2 separate regions of the Oryctolagus cuniculus genome follow, and region 1 is linked to region 2. Evidence: chromatin contacts called from public Hi-C data. All regions are on one chromosome and are shown on one strand. Each heading gives the region's core, a stretch centred on a gene start, on an enhancer-like site or on the middle of the called end of the contact. The rest is flanking DNA. Distances are from core to core; before and after follow the strand shown.

Region 1 (6,489 bases), core at 3,304-5,803, 200 kb after region 2:
TCTGTCCCAGTTGCCCCTCTTCCAGGCCAGCTCTCTGCTGTGGCCAGGGAGTGCAGTGGAGGATGGCCCAAGTGCTTGGGCCCTGCACCCCATGGGAGACCAGGAGGAGGCACCTGGCTCCTGCCTTCGGATCAGCGCAGCACGCTGGCCGTAGCAGCCATTTTGGGGGTAAACCAACAGAAGGAAGACCTTTCTCTCTGTCTCTCTCTCTCTCTCTCACTGTCTAACTCTGCCTGTCAAAAAAAAAAAAAAAAAAAAAAAAAAAAAAAGTAAAAATTTGGGAAACCTTTCCAGACCTCATTTAGTGTAAGAATTGGATAGCTGATTCCTTTTAAGTATTTGAGAAATGAAGTTGTTAGCAGAGACTGAGAGGGCTCACTGATGCTTTCCTGTGCTACAACAGCAAGGCTAGAACAGAGAAATGGTCTGGTTAAAGGAAACATTCTTCCCCAGCAGAAAATTACTAGCTGTGTTGTTGAGATTAATTTTTAAAAATTTATTTTGATGAAATCCCTAAGTGGTTTACTACTCATTTTTATAGGTGGAGAAAAGTTAGTTTTAAAGAGAATAATTTGATCAGTCTCACACTGTGAAGAGTCTGGAATTGAGAAAGCATGTTCTTAGCGTCACAAGTAGTTGGCCCCTTCTTCCCTAGTTCATTCACAGAATAGCTAGTGAGTGTCTGCTGTGTGCTGGGCAGTGTGGTTGCTCCTGGGGATACGATCATGAAGAGCACAACCAAGAGCTTCCCTCAGGAGCTTCCATTCTGGTAGGGCAGACAGATGTTCAGCAAGGACTGTGATACAGGTAGGAGTGCTGTGGTTCAAACATGTCACCCAAAGCTTATGTATTGGAAACTTAATCTCCAGAGGAACAGTGTTGGGAGAAGGGGCATTGAATAGGTGGTGAGGTTTTGTTTTTTTGTTTGTTTGTTGACAGGCAGAGTTAGACAGTGAGAGACAGACAGAGAGAAAGGTCTTCCTTTCCGTTGGTTCACTCCCCAAATGGCTGCTACGGCCGGCACGATGCACCGATCCAAAGCCAGGAGCCAGGTGCTTCCTCCTGGTCTCCCATGTGGGTGCAAGGCCCAAGCACTTGGGCCATCCTCCACTGCCTTCCCAGGCCACAGCAGAGAGCTGGACTGGAAGAGGAGCAACCGGGACAGAGTCCAGTGCCCAACCGGGACTAGAACCTTGGGTGCCGGCGCCGCAGGTGGAGGATTAGCCAAGTGAGCCGTGGCGCCGGCCTAGGTGATGAGGTCTTGAGAGCTTGCCTTCCTGAGTGGATTACTGCCAATATTGTGGACGTGAATTCCATATGAAGGCATGAGTTTCTGCACCCCCACCCCTACCACCTCTCTTTGTCTTTCTTCAATGGATGTTGCCACAGGAAGACCCTTACCAGATGCTAGTATCTTGCTACTGGACTTGCCAGCCTGGAGGAAAAAAATTCTGTTCTTTGTTAGTTAGGCAATTTACTCTATTCTGTTGTAGCAGCACAACATGGACTCGGGTAAAGGAAATGATCAGAGAAGGCCTAAAGAGACAGCCTAGGAGTGGAGGTCTTAGAGTTGAGCAGAAGCCAATCGTGTGAAGAATGAGATGATGGTGTCCCAGGTAGAAGTAATGACATGTTCAAAGGCCTCCAGGCAGTGAAGTGGGCTGGGATCAGTGATGGGTAGTAGGCTGTGTGGAGTGTGGTCAGGGAGGATTCAGCTGTCCAAAGGCAGAGGGTCTTGTACTACATGTGACAATTTAGTGCAGTTTTTAAAAAAGATTTATTTCTAGATTTTGTTCTAAGAACAGCAGGAGGTCATTGCAAGATCTCAAAGATTGGAAACGGCGTTTTAAAAGTTTTCTGGGCCAGCGCTGTGGCTCACTTGGCTAATCCTCCGCCTGCGGCGCCAGCATCCCATATGGGCGTCGGGTTCTAGTCCAAGTTGCTCCTCTTCCAGTCCAGCTCTCTGCTGTGGCCCAGGAAGGCAGTGGAGGATGGCCCAAGTGCTTGGGCCTTGCACCCACATGGGAGACCAGGAGGAAGCACCTGGCTCCTGGCTTTGGATCGGTGCAGCACCGACCGTAGCAGCCATTAGGGGAATGAACCAATGGAAGGAAGACCTTTCTCTCTGTCTCTCTCTCACTGTCTATAACTCTCTCTCTAACTCTCTCTCACTGTCTAACTCTGCCTGGCAAAAAAAAAAAAAAAAAAAAAAGAAAAGAAAAAAAAAAGTTTTCTGACTGCTTTACACAGTTAAGGTTTGCGTGGGGTGGAGTTTACCCAGGATAGTAATGAGGAAGCTTTAGTGGTGATTTCAGAGGAAAGTGGTATTAATCTGAACCATGGAGGCTGCATTGGAAGTGAAGTAGATGGACTTGTGATATATTGAAAAGTTAGAATCCTTTTGTGACACCGGTTACTTTCGATATGACTGTTTTCCATCTTTACCAACTGAATAGCTAAAGAATTGCATCATGCTCTTGTTTAATTTTTGTTTTTTAAACTGATGAGATTGTACTCTCCCCAGTTATTAGTGGGGTGTGTCTCTGTGTGTGTGTGGCCTATTTGTAATCTTTGTTGAAAGACCTTTTTCGTATCAGATTTTTAAAAGCTCTTCATATTGCAATTAAGGGCAGAATAAAATGGTTTATTCTGTGTGCAGTGTTTGTACATTTTCATTTTTTTAGATCTATGGTTTATACACTTGATATCAATTCTATGTTGCCATTAGAGATCTATTGTAAATGGTGTGATTTGAGTGAATACTTTTAAATATAACTCATTTTGAACCTTAAATATTTCAGCACAACATAACAGAGTGAACTTGTTTGAGGGTACTTTGAAAGTATTGTGGAAAATGGAGTTAGAACATGAGTTTATTTTGCTGTAAAATTTTTTGAAATCCATGCTTCAGAATGATCTTAAAAAAGTTTATGGAAAAAACATATTATTCAAATAGTGTACATGAGTTTCAAAAAATTGTCACACCAAAATAAGTTCATTTCTTAATTCCACATATCAATGAGCTTTTTAAAGCTCTCTCTAATGTTCAAAGCTTTTTAAAAGTATAGAATTCTTGGCTGTGCTTGTCGAAATCTTCTTTTTTTATTTTAAGATTTATTTATTTATTTATTTGAAAGAGTTACAGAAAAAGAGGAGGGGCCAGCGCTGTGGTATAGTGGGTAAAGCCACTGCCTGCAGTGCCAGCATTCCATATGGTCTTTATTTCACCCTCATTCATAAATGAGAGCTTTGCAGGGTACAATATTCTGGGTTAACAGTTTTTTTTCTTAAGGCTTAGAATATATCTCGCCATTCTTTCCTAGCCTGTAGGGTTTCTGATGAGAAGTCAGCTGTGAGTCTAATTGGAGATCCTCTGAAAGCAATCTGTTCTTTCTCTCATGCATACTTTAGAATCTTATCTTTATGTTTTACTGTGAGGTTAATTACAATGTGTTTTGGTAAGATCTTTTCTGGTCTTGTCTATTAGTGATCCTATATGCTTCCTGTACTTGGACGTCCCTTCCTTTCTCCAAATTGGGGAAGTTTTCTGTAATGATTTCACCCAAAAGGCTTTCTAATCCATTCTCTCTTTCATGCCTACAGGAGCTCTTAAGATTACCTGTATGTTGGGTAGTTTGATAGTATCCATTGATCTCCAACACTGTTTTTTTTGTTTTCTAATTTCCTCTTCTTTTTTTGTTGTGACTGTAAAATTTCCAGAGGTTTCTCTCCTAACTTGGATATTCTTTCTTCTTCCTCACTGATTCTGTTGTTAAGGCTTTCCACTGCATTTTTTTTAATTGAATTTTACATTTCCAGTATTTTGTTATTTAATCTCAATTTCACAAGAAAAAAATTTCTTTCATATCATGTATAGATTTCTTTAGTTTGTGGATTTGCTTCTGATTACTTCTAAGTAATCCTACAATCAATTTTGAATTCCATTTCTTGCATTTCATCAGTCTCTTCATTTTCACATTCTATTATTGAAGTGTTGTAGTCCTTTGTGGGCATCATGTTGTCTTCCCTATTCTTGTTTCTTGAATTGCTGCATTTATTTTTAGGCATTTATGGAAATACTTATTGTTTTTTTTTTTTTTTTCCTTGTGATGACTTTTATCTTTGGACTATGCTTCTGTGGATTAGTGGAGTGTCTGCTCTTTCAGTGAATACCCTGAGTGAGGTGTGTGCTGGGTATGGCCAGGGAGCTCTGTTCAGTGCTCCAGGGTGAGGGGAGTGTCCAAGGTGACTCCCAAATTAGGAGTAAATCTCTCTTTTTTTTTCCTTCTAAAAGGGGAGATTTGTTCAGCTCTGTTGGTCTAATCTCATGCTCACCTCCAAGGAGACCAATGCTTGGGCGCTAGCCCCGCTGGGTACGATATTCACCTCTTCTGCCACTAAAACCACACAAATGATCCGTGCAGTCCTTGGCGTGAGCACAGATCCTGCAGCAGTGATCCTCCCCAGGGAATCAGGGAGCCCTGAATGTGTTGAGCCATCCACAGTGACTGCCCGAAGTCCCAGCCTCACCCTCCTCCTTCACACACAGCCTCAGTGTTTTCACAGTCCCAGCACACAAGGCTGCCACAGTCACGAGCTCCCAGGCCCCTGTCTCCTCTTGGCTGGTTGTTGGGCACAGGGAGAGAAGCTTGTGCTAGTTAGAGGACATCAGTGCCAGGTGGTCAGGGAGAGCGAAACGTGCCCCCGTTTTTTTCCCTCTAGGTTGGCAGGTACACTGTCCCCCACAGGGCTGCACGCCAGACTTACACCAGGCTCTTCCCTCAGCTTTATCTGCAGTGGCTTGGGCTGCTGCCATCTGCCATCTGGTCTCACCTCACTATCCGGAGCTGGTGCTGGGGCTCTCAGCTGCTTGGTTCTGAGTTGTGTACGTCCACACCCTCCACGTGGATCTACAGTGTCCCTTGATTTGCATGGAGTTTCCTCTGCTGTTTTCTCCTTAACTCTTTCCTGAAATTGCACTTTCTCCACGTTTTTTTTTTTTTTTAACTATCTTTCCCCAGACCAGAGCAGTAAACTCCCTCCCTGTTCCACCATCTTGCTGCCTCTCCTGATCATTTTCTTATAAATTCTTTACAATCTGTCAGTCATCTTTGATTAGTTGCATGGTTTTAAATTTGTTGCATTAAGTTATAGTCAGAGACACCAGAGAATAAAGCTTGTTAAAATTTTGTATAAAAACAGCAGTAAATATTTATAGTGATAGGATAAGTCCTTCTGCTAAATTGTGTGCTCTTTAATGTTTATTTTGTTAACACCCTCAGCAGTCTTGTGGGAGGGCAGGATAGCTCAGAAGGGCATTAAGTTTGCAAGAAAAACTCGAAATGGCCATGTTGCTAATTATAGCCACTGGATGTGCGATAAGATCTTACGGGTATGGTGGAGATAGCATCAATTGATAACTAAGAAAACAGGGTTCTAGTTCTTGCAATTCCATTATTTAATGGTGTCATTTGGCCCAGGACGTTTGCTGGAAGTTAACTCCAGCATTGGTTTTAACTGGAAATGAGTGCTGGGATGTTATTTCATTGACTTTATACTGCCCCCTGGTGGTGATGTACCTTATTCCAAACCTGATGTAGTCCCTTCACAGCCTGTGTTCCATGCAGACCTGTTTCATGGATCAGGAATGTCCCTTCTGGGAAGTTAAGCTTTGCTGCTAGCAGTTGTCAGTCAGTTGATAAAGAAGGCAGGGGCTGGTGCTGTGGCATAGCGGCTTAAGCCGCCACCTGCAGTGCCGGCATCCCATATGGGCGCCAGTTCGAGTCCCAGCTGCTCTACTTCTGATCCAGCTCTCTGCTATGGCCTGGGAAAGCAGTAGAAGATGGCCCAAGCCCGTGGGCCCCTGCACCCATGTGGGAGACCCAGAAGAAGCTGCTGATTCCTGGCTTCGAATCGGCACAGCTCCACCCGTTGCGGCCAATTGGGGAGTGAACTAGTGGATGGAAGACCCCTCCCTCCCTCCCTCCTTCCCTCTCCCTCCCTCCCTCTCTCTCTCTCACCTCTCACCTCTCTCTCCTCTCCCCTCTCTCTCCTCTCTCCCTTCTCTCTCTTCTCTTTCTTCTCTCTTTCTCTGTCTTCTCTCTCTCTCTCTTCTCTCTCTCTCTCTCCCTCTCTCCCCCAGTGGATGGAAGGCCCCCCGCCTCTCCTTTTCTCTCTGTATAACTCTTTCAAATAAATCAATTAATCTTTAAAAAAAAGATAAAGAAGGTTGGTAAAGGTGGACCACAGAAGTTTGGGAGAAATAAAAAAAAAAATTCATGATTGCTTTTTACTTATAGGAGACCAGGCAACAGGAGGATCTGTACATGGTGGGAAGATGGCCATGGGTGCCCCCCAGATGTACACCAAAGTGCCATCAATTTAGAATTTACTCCCATTGAATGCTCTGTGATCTGAAAATAGTTTGAACTTTTCTGTCTACAAGATGAGTATTAGGAATTTATTTAGGGAGACAAACGTGGTTTCTCC
Region 2 (7,068 bases), core at 2,759-5,258:
TAGAAGAAGAGCTTGAGCTCACTAGCAAGGGCTAATCCTGTTGCCAGTTGAGGACAAGGAGGTCTCTTGAAATCACCAGCAGGTGCACAGGGAAAGAGGGACACAGAATACCTTCCCTTTCCTAAAGGTTGTGGAGACAGTATTTAGGCTGGGATTTTTATTTTTTTATTTTTATTTATTTTTTTAAAGATTTATTTATTTATTCGCAAGTCAGAGTTACACAGAGAGAAGAGAGAGGGAGAGGGAGAGAGAGGTCTTCCATCCACTGGTTCACTCCCCAGATGTCCGCAACAGTCTGAGCTGCGCCGATCTGAAGCCAGGAGCCAGGAGCTTCTTCCGGGTCTCCCACATGGGTGCAAGTGCCCAAGGACTTGGGCCATCTTCTGCTATCCTAGGCCATAGCAGAGAGTTGGATTGGAAGAGGAACAGCCGGGACTCGAACTGGCACCCATATGGGATGCTGGTGCTTCAGGCCAGGGTGTTAACCCGCTGCGCCACAGCACCGGCCCTTAGGCTGGGATTTTAAAAAAAATTTTTTTTTTTTTGTTTTGAAAGTGTTATGGAGAGTGAAGGAGAGATAGAGATCTTTCATACTGGCTGGGCCAAGCTGAAGCTAGGAGCTTCATCTGGGTCTCTCATGTGGCTGGCAGGGGCCCAGACACTTGGGCCATCTTCCGCTGCTTTTCCCAGGCCATTAACATGGAGCTAGATCAGAAGTGGACCAGCTGGGACAGGAACTGATGCCTTTATGGGAGGCCAACATTACAGGCAGTAACTTTACCTGCTATGCCATAATGCCAGTCCCTGGGCTGGGATTTAAGGGAAATATAACTTAGTTCTTGTAGTATCTATCACAGTGTTGCAAATTGTGGTCCACAAAACATCTGTGCCAGTCAGGGAGGCACTGGGAAAGATTTTGGTGGTGTATGTGTATGTATGTGTATATGTGTGTTTGTGTGTATGTGTGTGTTTAAATGTACATCCTCAACAGGTTTGTTACCAATGTAGATTACTGGTGGCTGGCGCTATGGTGTGGCATGTTAACCTTTGCCTGCAGCACTGGCATCCCATATGGGTGTCAATTCGAGTCCCAGCTGTTCCACTTTTGATCCAGCTCCCTATTAATGAGCCTGGGAAAGCAGCAGAAGATGGCCCAAGTCCTTGGGCCCTTGCATACATGAAGGAGACCCAGAAGAAGCTTCCTGGCTCCTGGCTTCTGATCATCCCAGCTCCAGCCATTGTGGTCATTTAGGGAGTGAACCAGTGGATGGAAGACACCCTCACCCCCTGCCACCGCCAACTTTGACTTTCAAATAAATAAAAATAAATCCTAAAAAAATGTAGATTCCTGAGCCCCAGACCACACTCACAAAACCATGATCTATATAGGTGTAGAGGACAGGAATCTGCATTTTAATGAGATAACTCGGGTTTTGTCCATAGCGGAGTCCTAGAATCTGATCTTGAAAGTGGTGATTTCATTCACTCATTTGGGCAAGGGGTGAGACTGCAATTTCATAGAGGACATGAAAGGGTACACTTCAGCCTTAATTGATTTGAATAAAAAGGTACATAAACCAGGGTGAGTTTTTTTTTTTTTTTAATATTTTATCTATTCAAGAGAGTTATAGACAGAGAGGGGTCTTCTATCCACTGGTTCACTCTCCAAGTGACTGCAACGCTGGAGCTGAGTTGATCAAAGCGGGAAGCCAGGAGACTCCTCCAGGTCCCCTATGTGGGTGCAGGGGCCATCCTCCACTGCTTTCTCAGGCCAGAAGCAGAAAGCTGGATTGGAAGAGGAGCACTACCTAGCCACTCACAAGGGATGCTGGCACCGCAGAATGAAGGCTAGACCCAGCCCACCATACCACAGTGCCAGGTGTTAAAGACCCAGGGTGGGTGGGTTTTTAACACCATCTTGGAAAACTAAAGTTTTAACTTGGCTTGTTTGTAAATGTTCTGAACCTGTATGAAGATACGCTCTCTGGTGGCTTAGAGATGTCATTGCAACCTCCATCCTTTTGGGGGCGAGAGGCCCACCTGAAATGTTAGAGAGCCTTGAAACTGGTGTTTGCAGTCTTGGTAATTGTAAAAGCAAAATGCTTCTGTGTCTCGCATCCTTCCACCTTTCAGTTGAGTTAGTTTAATTCTGAATAAACCAGAATTGAAGCACCACATGGCTTTCTAGTTTGTTTCTGCTTGACCTTTCATTAAAGCAAGTGTCTGAAGTCAGTGTCTTTGGTAGCTGCTTTAAATCTGTCAGTGTTTAAAGATCAAGAATGTATCATGAAGGGCATTGAGCAAATTCAAGAAATTGGCATAAATGTGATCGAGTAAGCACAGCACATTCTTAGAATTTCAGAATCATAGAAGGTCTCAGCTGGAAGAAAACCCAGAAATCCTCTAATCTAGCAGTGGCAGTGGTTAGGGGATTGGGCTCTGGACCCAGATGGTCTGTGTTCCATTCACACTCTGCTGGTTGATACTAGCTGGTGTATTACTTTGTGCCCCAGTTTCCTCAGTTGTCAAATGAGAGTGGAGATACTTCCTAGGGTTGTTATGGGATTGCAGCGTGTTGATATTTGCAAAATGCTTGAACTAGTGCCACAAACACTGCAGACATGCCATAAAACCTGTGAGAAAAACAGAGCAATTATGGTTTGCTGAAGGTCATGTTAAATAGTTCAAGGTTCAAAAACCAGGCCTTTTAGCTCCCACCTAGTCTAATTTTGTTTCTATCAACTGTACCAGTCAACTGTGGGCTTAAATATTTCTGTCCACCTCATAAAAGCACTAGCATTTTGGAGCTGTGCTTAGCCACAGAACTTAGATACTATTCTTGACTTAACAAGGTGTGATACAACATAAAAAGGTTAACAGATGCAGCCGGAATCTTCTCTCCCAATGACTGTGGTCCCTTGCTGAGTAATGCAGCTTTTTTAAATGGCTGTTAGGAAAACTGGCGAGCAGGATATGGAAACCGTGATCACAACTAGATCAAAGCAGATTGTGGGAAGTAGAAGGGAATTCATTAAAACAATCGTGGCATGTTCGGGATTACGAGGTCAAAGGGCCTGGTGCTTTTATAATTGCAGGATTGTTTTACTGGAAGGGTAAGCTGCCAGGAATGTGTGGACAAAGCCCTTCTCACTCTATACGTTTGACTTGTCCCTGTCATTGGTAATGCTCTCCTCGCTTTGCTCAGTGCCTGGCATTAACACCTGGCAGTTATATTGCTAGGTCAGCAAGGAGAAACATTATACATCTATTTAATGGGTACTTATTTATACATGAGACTATGTATGTGTCTGTAACAAATTGAAGGAAAAATGGTGAAAGTTCCTACTGAGAACTGACATGCTCACTGAACTATTTATATCTGCTTTATTTCCTTTCTTCTGTCTGCATAAGCTTTCCGGTGTTTAAGGAAGAGGTGTTGGATGTTTCCTCCTGTTGACATAGTTGAATTGCAGTTCATATAGCTTTACTTAGGAAGGGATGGCTTTTGCCTGTAAAAACTTCTCAGTGTTGGGACTGTGTACATATGCCTGCGTGCCTGGTGAACACCTTCTCCACGCTGTGGGTCTCCACCTGGAGCTCCTCAGGTGAGACCATTCATTCCTCTGTGTTGTCAGATGTATTTCCTATGCCTCTGGGCAGGCTTAGTCCTTTGAGAAAAGCTGCTAAAATGTTTCTAGTAATAGTGAGTACAGGGGAGCAGTGACACTCAGACCTGTGTGGCCTCGGAAGTTATTTAACTATTTTAAGGATCAGTTTCTGTATTAGCAAAATGGGTTTAATTCTAGAATATACCTATATCTGATGATCATCACTGTTCAGAGAAATAACCGTATTTAATCCTTTCCTTTTCTTCACTCCCAAAGTGTTACCGGTGAAAGGCAGGGTCCTTGTCTTCGCGCAAGAAAGAATTAAGGTGTGAGACAGAGTAGTAGAAAGTAAAATAGCAAGGTTTATCAGGGCAGGGACATCCGTAAGAACGGATGGGCACCTCTCCAGACAGGACCTGAAAGAGAGAGTGCCCAGTCGCTCAGACTGGGGGAGAGCTGGGTTACATGGTTGAGTGGAGAGAGTACACCTGGCCAGGCCAGGTGGGTGGCTCAGCATAGAGGCAGAGGGCTGAGCACACAGTCTGGTTGAGGCTGGGGGTTTTTAAGAGGATGGGTCTTGCCTCCCCACCTCTGCTCCTCTTGGAACAAAGGACTTCTTGGATTTAAATAGAAAAATTCCTATCTGAGTTTTCCCCGTGAAGTTATCAGACAGGAGGAAGCCTGGCTGGTGCTGCCCCGGTTAGAGGAAGGATGGTCAGGACCCCCTGGAGGATCAGGATCTGGAGCAGAATATTTGAAATGCATATACTGGGCTGCCCCTGGAAAGTTATTGGTATGACTTTGAGATGCATATGTTGGACCTAGATGTCAATTCTTTAGGCCTTTGTCACACACACATAAGCTCATATCTGACTTCCTACCTAACAAAAGCAGCCTGGGTATTTGCTGTGTGTAGAAATACAGGATATGAGTGAGCCAAATGACTTGGAATGATAGTCACAGGTGCACTTCTGGCAGCTAGATGCAGGTGGGCTGTGTTGTTTAATGGTTGGTGGTTGGAACTAATGTTAAAGAAAAGAAGGTTGAAGTAAAGTACTGTGCCAAGTAAAGCAACATTTGGGGGCTTTCTTGTCCATCCCACTTAGTTACAGTGACGGGTCTTCGATATGTGATGTGTACCCTGCTGCATGTTTACCATGGTCCTGAGGCATTATGGTCTGTTTTAAGTGAATATTTCTCTTTTTTCACCCTGGGGTTGTCTGAATGAACTTATATGGGCTGGTCCTCAGTAGCTTCCAGGTCAATATGTACTTACAAGAAAGCTTTCCAAGGCCTTGAAATTTCCTATTGTTGAACACGAATGGCATCCAGCTCTTCCATTAATCAGGAAAAAATGCCAGATGCTATTTTGCATTGTGGTATTTGGCTCATTCCGAGTTGCTTATCTGGGCTATTTCAGGCAGGAAATTGTAAGCAACCAGTCGTAACTTGTTCCTTTTTTATGGCGGGCCTAGAGAATTCTAGTCTAGGAATTAGATTCAGAATATGATGGTATAAACTCAGATGGTGCCTATAAGTGAAAAAAATACTTAGAGTTTAAAAAACCAGTAGATAGGGGCCAGTGCTGTGGTACAGCAGGTTAAAGCCCTGGCCTGAAGCACCGGCATCCCATATGGGCAACGGTTTGGTACCCTGCTTCTCCACTTCCAATCCAGCTCTCTGCTATGGCCTGGGAAAGCAGTGGAAGATGGACCAAGTCCTTGGACCCCTGCGCCCGTGTGAGAGACCCGGAGGAAGCTCCTGGCTCCTGGCTTCGGATTGGCGCAGCTCCAGTGTTTGCAGCCAATTAAGCAGTGAACAAGCAAATATAAGACCTTGTTTTCTCTCTGCCTCTCCTTTTCTCTCTGTGTAACTCTGACTTTCAAATAAATAAATCTCTTTTAAAAAAATAAACCCCATTAGATAAATAGTAATAATAATAGGTTTCTGGGAGTTGATTGAATCATTAGCACATAATTGTCATTTATATTCAGAAACTGCAGAGTCCAGTTGAAGGAGTATAGGGGCAGGAAAGAGGAGTGGTTACTAGCAGGGGCCTGGATCTAGAGTCTGGGTGTGCCTGTGGCTCTACCACTTAACTGCATTACAAGTAGCCCACCTTCTCTGTCTCAGTGCTTTCATTTTTAATAGGAGGTAATAACAGCATCTGCTTCTTAGAGTGGCTGTGCGAATTACATAAATAAATATAAATTAATCAGCTAAGTGTATGAGTCACCTCTTTGTCAGTATAACAGATACCTGAGAGAAGCTACTTTTGGAGGAAGAAGGTTTATTTCGGTTCATGGTTTTGGAGGTTTACAGTCTAAGATTGGCTAACTCCTCTAGTCTGTCATCTGATGAGGGTGGTGGGTGTGGAACTGTTGCAGAGGGCAGAGTCACAAGTCAGAAAGCAGAGAGGCCGGGCCCATGGTCGTGCATGTCTGTGGGGTCTCTTATAAAGCCACCATGATTTGATCATGGGCTCTCCACCCCGATGGCCTAATCTAATCCAGTCACTTCTGAAAGGCTCCAACTTTCAATACCATAATTGGATGAATCCTCACCCTCTGTAGTACCATTAACTTAAGCCTTTGAGATGTAAATGTCTGTATGATGGTGGGGGGAGCCAAATCCTGTTCAAACTATAGCACTTAAGTTAATATCTATGTAAGTTACCTCTGTAACCTCAAAACCTTCCAAGTTCCCCTTTCTTCCCATTTTTCTTTTCCTATTCTCAGCCCACCTATGGTGGGAAATAATTCTGTTGTTTTTGTACTAAACAGCCTTAGAAGAATGAGACAGAATGTAGAGTGTTCTTTGAAACAAAGGTCAGCAATGCTTACTGCCTACTATATAAAAGATTTGGGTCCCCCACTGGTGTAAAAACTCTTTCCCCTTTTTTAACAATAAAGTATTTTTTTCCTGGTTGCATGATTTGGTTTTACTGTTGAATTTCTTTACTTGTTCATATTTTAGGTCAGGTTCTGATTTCTACAACACCCTTTATACAACTTCTTGTCCTACTGTTAAAGCACCTTTTTCTTTTAAAATGCTTCATTAAAAATTTGAGTTGAGGCCGGCGCCGTGGCTCACTAGGCTAATCCTCTGCCTTGCAGCGCCTGCACACCGGGTTCTAGTCCCAGTCGGGGCGCCGGCTTCTGTCCCGGTTGCTCCTCTTCCAGGCCAGCTCTCTGCTGTGGCCCGGGAAGGCAGTGGTAGATGGCCCAAGTGCTTGGGCCCTGTACCCCACGGGAGACCAGGATAAGTACCTGGCTCCTGCCATAGGATCAGCGCAGTGCGCTGGCAGCAGCGCGCCGGCTACAGCGGCCAATGGAGGGTGAACCAACGGCAAAGGAAGACCTTTCTCTCTGTTTCTCTCTCTGACTGTCCACTCTGCCTGTCAAAAAAAAAAAAAAAAAAAAAAAAAAAAAAAAAAAAAGAGTTGATAAGCTATTCTTCT

Evidence for each region. A called contact is a pair of places that touch in the nucleus more often than the background predicts.
Region 1: a Hi-C map of skin fibroblasts shows a contact between it and region 2, with 1.6 times the contacts expected there. The contact joins two enhancer-like sites. A contact is called at or near these places in 4 of 6 Hi-C or Micro-C datasets (liver, psoas muscle, skin fibroblasts and 1 more).

What each region holds. Positions count from the first base shown.
Region 1 is chr15:43,546,943-43,553,431 of mOryCun1.1, forward strand. All of the region lies in intron 6 of SGMS1 (sphingomyelin synthase 1), which reads left to right. Among named protein-coding and RNA genes, the nearest start is that of ASAH2, 75 kb to the right of the region's middle. Within about 2 kb of position 4,554, at least 2 of the 8 cell types and tissues checked have an H3K27ac peak or open chromatin away from gene starts, as enhancers often do.
Region 2 is chr15:43,345,838-43,352,905 of mOryCun1.1, forward strand. The region is part of intron 2 of SGMS1 (sphingomyelin synthase 1); the gene reads left to right. Among named protein-coding and RNA genes, the nearest start is that of SGMS1, 75 kb to the left of the region's middle. Within about 2 kb of position 4,009, at least 1 of the 8 cell types and tissues checked has an H3K27ac peak or open chromatin away from gene starts, as enhancers often do.